2 separate regions of the Danio rerio genome follow, and region 2 is linked to region 1. A link is a contact called in public Micro-C data. All regions are on one chromosome and are shown on one strand. The core of a region is the stretch at or near the end of the contact, and the rest is flanking DNA. Distances in the headings are between cores, read along the strand shown. Region 1 overlaps pard3aa (par-3 family cell polarity regulator alpha, a). Region 2 overlaps pard3aa (par-3 family cell polarity regulator alpha, a).

Region 1 (3,487 bases), core at 457-2,956:
TTTTGGAAATGAATATTTTTTGGATACAAATAATTTGGACTTTAGTATGCAAAGACCTTTTTTTCTGAGATAACCTCCTGGATGTACTTTATCCAACACAGGCTCATTACAGATACATGCTTAGGTCTACGTTTCTGGGGACAGCGAAATACTGAACTGGAGATACGTCTTCTTGCTGTTTTTGATTTTGCAAATCCACCAGAGGCCGCTGTGTATGCTTTTGATGATCTCAAGTTTCCCACCCCCGTCTCTAAACCCATCCGACAGTGCCTTTAATAGCAATCTAGAAAAAATAAAGCCATCGCAGCCACGTGTTTTCATAAAGGTTTCAGCCTTTTCTTTTTCTTTCTTTCTTTCTTTCTTTCTTTCTTTCTTTCTTTCTTTCTCTTTCTTTCTTTCTTTCTTTCTTTCTTTCTTTCTTTCTTTCTTTATTAATGTATTTATTTTTTAATTTAGTTTAAACTAGTTTCTGGGACTGTTCTTCACCAGAGTCAAACCCCACGGTTGCGGCCAACTCAGCTCTGTGTCTGTCTTAAGTCCATCAATGTACTCGGCGAGCTACTGGAGAAACTGGTAACACTGGAAAAGCCAGTGTTAAGTGGAGTTAAGTGGTCAGCTAGTAGCGCCAACAGGAATAGAATATATTGGCGACGTCATACCGACCTATAGCATTAATTTTAAATACAAAATTGAGCCATACGTACCTCTGGCTACATAATTCGCATTCTCCAGAAATGTAGACAGGGGTACATATCCACAATAAGCATTTGTTGACATTATACCTAACAGAACATATATGACCAATCAAGTATTTCAGAGAGCCACATACTATAAGTTAATGATAAAAACAATGTCCTCTAACCTACATTCTAACTTTGCCCCTTTACCTGTTCTCTTGGCAAAATCATTAAATTAGTATGACCTGATGAGCCATCTTGGTCATGCCAGCAAGACACACCACCCCGTGCCGCCAACACACCAGCCACACCCAGCATGGGCTGTTCTGACCTGGTTTTTCCAGTAGGTATGCCACTGATTTCTCTCCAGAACACCACTGTGAAGGTCATTGAGTGAGGTAGTGTGTGATAGAGAGAGAGAGAGAGAGACTTGGCAAGAAAGAGACAGGTTCAGGCCTGCAATCCCACACTGCTTCATCCATCACAGGCTTGATAAGGAGAATGTTTAATTACACGTCTTCACCCTCCACACCAAGCCTGCGCCACCGTCCTGCCCGCGGAGATCTCACTCCCTGGGACACACCGAGACACCCACCCACCCTGTCTGAAAGTAAGCCGATCCAGCAGTAAATCAATACTGGCCTAATTCTGAATAATTGAGGTTATTACAGTGCTGTCATGCTCACTGTGTGAATTCCCCACCGCATCCTCCAGCCTCTGCCCTCCCCTTCTCAACACGCCACACATTCAGATAATTAAAGATTTGAAAAGCGCTCCTTTTATTTTCATCTTTCCCCCTTTGTCTTGCGCTCTCCACTTTGATTTTGTCAGGCGTGATCGTGCACATCCTGCGCGTGTGATCTGTCAGCGGGAGATCTCGCTATTGTGAGCTGCATCTACTTCCTGTTTACCTGGCAACCGTGCTATCCCAGGCTGGAGGTGTGTGTTTCTTTTTTATGTCTCTGTACCGTTCAGTATTGATAAGCTCCGAGCGGACCATGTTTTCGAGGGGCACTAGAGGGCAGAAGATACACATGATAGAGTCTGCGGTGGAGCAAAGATCATTTTCACTCCTCACTGAAAGCTTGTGAAAGAGTTTTGAAGGAACACTTTATGAGACCTTTATGGAAGATAATAAAACCGCACTACATGTGCTGAAAGTTCATCGTGCTGAAAGGTTTATTGTTTTGTGTACAGATATCAAAAAAACATGAAAGATGCATCTATATACACACACAAACCCCAAATTTGATTTGAGAAGTAGAGCAGAACTCATCCAAAGCCACTTCGATGTGTTTTATCTCAGGTTGATGTTTTGCTGTGAAAGGAATCTTTTGTCTACACTTTTCTTGAAACCCAAATTCTGATTAACAGGACTTTGCTTCAGAAAGATTTCTGCTACTGATGCTTTCATTATTTGTCTGTAAAAACAACCTATTAATTTTATTTATATACTTATCCCTTTAACTGCTCCACCAAGAAAAAAAAACAATGTTTTTGCATTTCTTAGCTCCTAATGTCACTCGTTAACACACATTTTTGCAACACATGCCCTAATTTCTAAAATATCAGCCTCTATCAAATGATGGATATGTCAGTTTATGGTTAAAGTACCTTGGGCTTATTACATGTACCTTGAAAAATCTGAATATATGAAGTGTAAGACCAATTTATAAAAACAAAAATTAAAACTAAAAATAAAACATTTTTACTAAATCATTTTACTAAATCACCTTTATTTTGAAGTATGCCATAAAATATTTCAGATTCTTATTTAACATGCATTTATGTGAATAATCACTGAATGCTGTTTGTTGACACATTTAGCATGTATTTGGGCATTGAAGAGTAAAATTATTTTATTTTATTACCCCTTCTTTCTTTTAATAATTTAATTTAATTTAATTTAATTTAATTTAATTTAATTTTTATTTTATTTTATTTTATTTTATTTTATTTTATTTTATTTTATTTTATTACCCCAGAGTCTTTCTTTTATTTTAATTTAATTTAATTTAATGTAATTTAATGTAATTTAATGTTATTTAATTTAACTTAATTTAATTTAATTTAATTTAGTTTAATTTAATTTAATTTAATTTAATTTAATTTAATTTAATTTAATTTTATTTAATTTAATTTAATTTTATTACCCCAGAATCTTTCTTTTAATAGTTTTATTTTATTTTATTTATTTTTATTTTATTTTATTTTATTTTATTTGATTTTATTTTAGTTTAGTTTATTTTATTACCCCAGATTCTTTCTTTAAATTATAAATTTTATTTTATTTTATTTTATTTTATTTTATTTTATTTTATTTTATTTTATTTTATTTTATTTTTCAGTCAGCCTTACTTTGCTGTCAGTTCTCCAAGCACACAGAATCTGTTCGCCGAATGTTTAGCAGTGAGACCAGGCAGCCGAAGTGTCACAGCACTTCATGAAAAGCTCAGACTAAAGCCGTGCTCAGACAGACGGGCCGAGCGCAGACAGACAGACAGCCTGACAGAGAGTTTGCAGTGCGTTTGCAGTGTGTCAGAGGTGGTGATCCAGTGCTGTGTCACTGTTATGAGGCCTGTTATGACACATGCGGCAGGCGAAAGGCTCTGACAGTCGTGTTCATAATCACCGCAGGGCCACAGACCCACTGCTGAGCTGAAAGCCCAGCGCCAAACACATCAAGAGCCAGAGTCATAACAGGAAGGCAGCTTACATTTTTACAGAAGGAAACTGGTGCGTGTTTTTGATGGCTGGAATGTGGCCACCAAAACATATTCAGACTTAAAGTTGCAGTAGGTGATTGTCTT
Region 2 (3,562 bases), core at 812-3,311, 66 kb before region 1:
AAACGTCTAGATTAGATGTAGATTCACCTTTATTGTCATTACACATGTATAAGTGCAAGGCAATGTACTTTTCTGGTCCAAATATCTAAAAATTCTTAAACCAAAAAGTATTTTCTAGACAATTAAAACATAATGTGTTGTTTTAAGAAATAATGAGTCAATATTAAGTAAGCTTTTCCTTAAAACGAGCAAAATAATATTATATTAAATGGAAAAAACAAGATTTCTCATTTAATTTTGACATATTACAAGACTATAAAAATATAAAATGCTTCTTGGTTTAAGAATTTTTAAATATTTGGACTAGAAACGAGGCATGTTTTCACAGGTGCTAATATCATTAACAGTCTACATTTTTGGGTCATCCTGATTTCATCAAGTTGTTGATGTCCTGAGATCAATATTTGTGTAAGATGTTTACGTGACAACATTTGTCTGTGCAAATTTGTCTGTACAGCATCTCTGTACATTTTTCCCCTACTGTACAATATATATTTGTACAATAAATTAGTCAGTATATTATGGAATCAACAGTATTAGTTCAGTACTGTCTAGGAGGTGTTGGTTGTCAGTGTCTTTGCTCTGTGACTCTGGATGTTGCTGTGACTTTGACTCTGTCCTGCTGTGGATCTGGATCTGCAGCTTCTTCATCCAGATCTCCTCCTGTTGAGTTTTCTGGTGAATGACCTCTGCTGTGTCCCCTCAGTGTGACCCCAGCTCTGGTCTGACTGAGAGATCAACAAAACCTGCCCAAAAGCCTGCTGATGGAGCATCGGACTCATATGTCTGCATGCATCTGCTGGAGAAGCTGCCAGCTGGCCGGATTAGACAAACCCTCTCCTGAACTCCGGATGGGTCATTCCTTAATATAAAATTCGTTTAAAATTGATCTTACTTAAAAATGAATTAAGTTTATGTATATGTAATTTAAAAAACATATTACTAACTCAGAACTATATTTAAATATTAATAAAGCTAGTATTTTATTCACTCTTGAAAGTAATATATGATATACACTGAAAAAATATTTGTTGGATTTACTACATTTTTTTCATGCTTTTTAATTGTACCCAGTTGTAAAATAAGGGTTATAAGTGTTACGGGGTTAATTTATAACAATTTTTAAATTAAATTGTAGTCAGCTTTCTGTGAAATATAGTGTATTATTTATATTAAGTAAAACTAAAACCATAAGACTCAATAAGTTCAGCTAGATGCCAGATTTTTGTAGATGTCAAACTTTTTTTATGTGCTAAATTAATGGTAATTTAAATATAAAAATATTAATTAATTATATATATTTTTTAATTATTCATATAAGCAAAAAAAATATATATACTATAATATAAAATTTAAATTTTATAATATACTATATATAATTTTATATATACTCTTTTATGTGTTTATATTTATTAGAATGCCTTTAATTTATATTATATTTCATGTTAAATGTGTATAACCAGTGTTATTATAGTTATGAAAATTTACAGTTGAAATATACAATTGTTATATATTTGACAAATCATTAACTTTTTAATTTAGTAAACTGATAGTAGTACTGAAATAAACAACAGATAGATAGATAGATAGATAGATAGATAGATAGATAGATAGATAGATAGATAGATAGATAGATAGATAGATAGATAGATAGATAGATAGATAGATAGATAGATGGATGGATGGATGGATGGATGGATGGATGGATGGATGGATGGAATGATAGACAGACAGATAGAAAGAAAGATAGATAGATATGATATTGACGGATGGATAGATGGATAGATCAACAGATAGACAGGACGGTAGAACGATAGATAGAACAATATACCAAATGATAGACAGTAGACAGACAAACACACTAAAATAACTAACACTTACTAAATATATATCTGTGTGTGTGTGTGTGTGTGTGTTTGTGTGTGTGTGTGTGTGTGTGTGTGTGTGTGTGTGTGTGTGTGTGTGTGTGTGTGTGTGTGTGTGTGTGTGTGTGTGTGTGTGACTTGAACTGTTATGGCTAAACTTTAGGCCTAAAAAGTTAGCATACGTGCTAACCACCGACATGCTGAAAGTGTGTATGCATTTTTACCAGCACACAGATGTTCCCGCAGTGGAGAAAACACTTTACCGAGTTTCCCTCAGTTCTTCATTGAATATAAACCTGCGTTCTCATGCCTGTGCTGTTGTCTGACTGCCGAGCGCTGCTGTTGTTACTTTTTGAACCCTGGAGTATTTTCTCCAAGTGCTTTTTTCCCCCGGCTTGTCACGACGCGCTCCAGATTGTTTGGATCACACAGAAGCCAAAAGCTGCACGGTGTTTTGCACTAGTCACCTGAACTTTAATTAGTTTGGTCTGTTTGTGTTTCAGGAGGGACTGAAGACTGCTGTGCGGTCGCTTCAGTGTTCTGAGTCACAGCTGAGCCTGTGTGTGTATGTGTGTGTGTGTGTGCGCGTGTGTGTGTGTGCGTGTGTGTGTGTGTGTGTGTGTGTGTTTATTCACTGTTTCTTTGCCCTTGATTTGAATATCAAAGTCTTTATGGTGCATTTGTTGGCATTTTCAGGTGTGTTGACAGTGTGTTAATGTCAGGTGGAAAGTGTAAGTGACAGAAAGATTGCATCCACATGTAAATGTTATTCAGCAACCGAACACTCATGTTGATCAAGCAATGGTTTATAATATGTAAGATATTAAGAAGTAAATGCAGGATGTTGTTATCTCAGAATAAAGCCTGACAGGTTTATCAGCAGCTGTTGTATAAGACTAAAGTGTTTTATTCTGTGAAAACCACCGCCTGAATGTACTTTATCCCTCTTATTATATGGCTACTTGCTAAATAAATGTAAAAATTACACACAAAACATTGTTCTAAGCTATAATAGGTTATGAATGTTTTTATTTAAATGCTAAGCTCACAGACATGAAACCCACTGAAGGGAGTTTACACTAACCTGAACATTATTCAGTCACAAGGTGGCGCCAAACAATCAAAAACTCAAAGCTGACTGAAACAAAGCTGAATAAATACTCTTTTAAATACTGTAAATGGATTGAACATACAGTAAAACAAATAAAGAGTCCAAAAAAGTAAAGTTTTGTGTCGTTTAGATCATTTTAAATATGGGATTCTGGACATAAACATGTAAATGGTATTAATCAACCAGACACCCATATTGATCATGTAATTATCTATAATATATAAGAGATCAAGTACATTCAGGAGGTTGTTATCTCAGAATAAAGCCCGACAGGTTTATCTGCAGCCTGATGCAAAGCAGAACACATCTGTATAAAAGTGAAAACTTTTATTCTGCATAAACCACCGCCTGGATGTACTTTATCCCACTTATTACAAGGCTACTTGCCACAAAATGTAAAAATTTGACTCAAAGCATGGTTCTGATCCACAATAGGTTATTAATTCTTTAATTAAACACAAATGCTGACAGAAATGAAAACAACTGATGGAGTATACACTAACTTGAGCATTATTCAGTCACAAGGTGGCGCTAAACAGTCAAAAACTCAAAGCTGACAGAATCAAAGCTGAATTACTACACTTTA

What was found. Hi-C and Micro-C count contacts between places; a contact is called where the count stands out from the background.
Region 2: a Micro-C map of caudal fin shows a contact between it and region 1, with 2.6 times the contacts expected there. The contact joins two enhancer-like sites. A contact is called at or near these places in 2 of 18 Hi-C or Micro-C datasets (caudal fin and embryo).

Annotation. Positions count from the first base shown.
Region 1 is chr24:2,192,945-2,196,431 of GRCz12tu, reverse strand. All of the region lies in intron 2 of pard3aa (par-3 family cell polarity regulator alpha, a), which reads left to right. Among named protein-coding and RNA genes, the nearest start is that of pard3aa, 170 kb to the left of the region's middle. Within about 2 kb of position 1,706, at least 7 of the 62 cell types and tissues checked have an H3K27ac peak or open chromatin away from gene starts, as enhancers often do. A contact at or near this core is called in caudal fin, where this site is marked.
Region 2 is chr24:2,259,295-2,262,856 of GRCz12tu, reverse strand. All of the region lies in intron 2 of pard3aa (par-3 family cell polarity regulator alpha, a), which reads left to right. Among named protein-coding and RNA genes, the nearest start is that of pard3aa, 100 kb to the left of the region's middle. Within about 2 kb of position 2,061, at least 1 of the 62 cell types and tissues checked has an H3K27ac peak or open chromatin away from gene starts, as enhancers often do. A contact at or near this core is called in caudal fin, where this site is marked.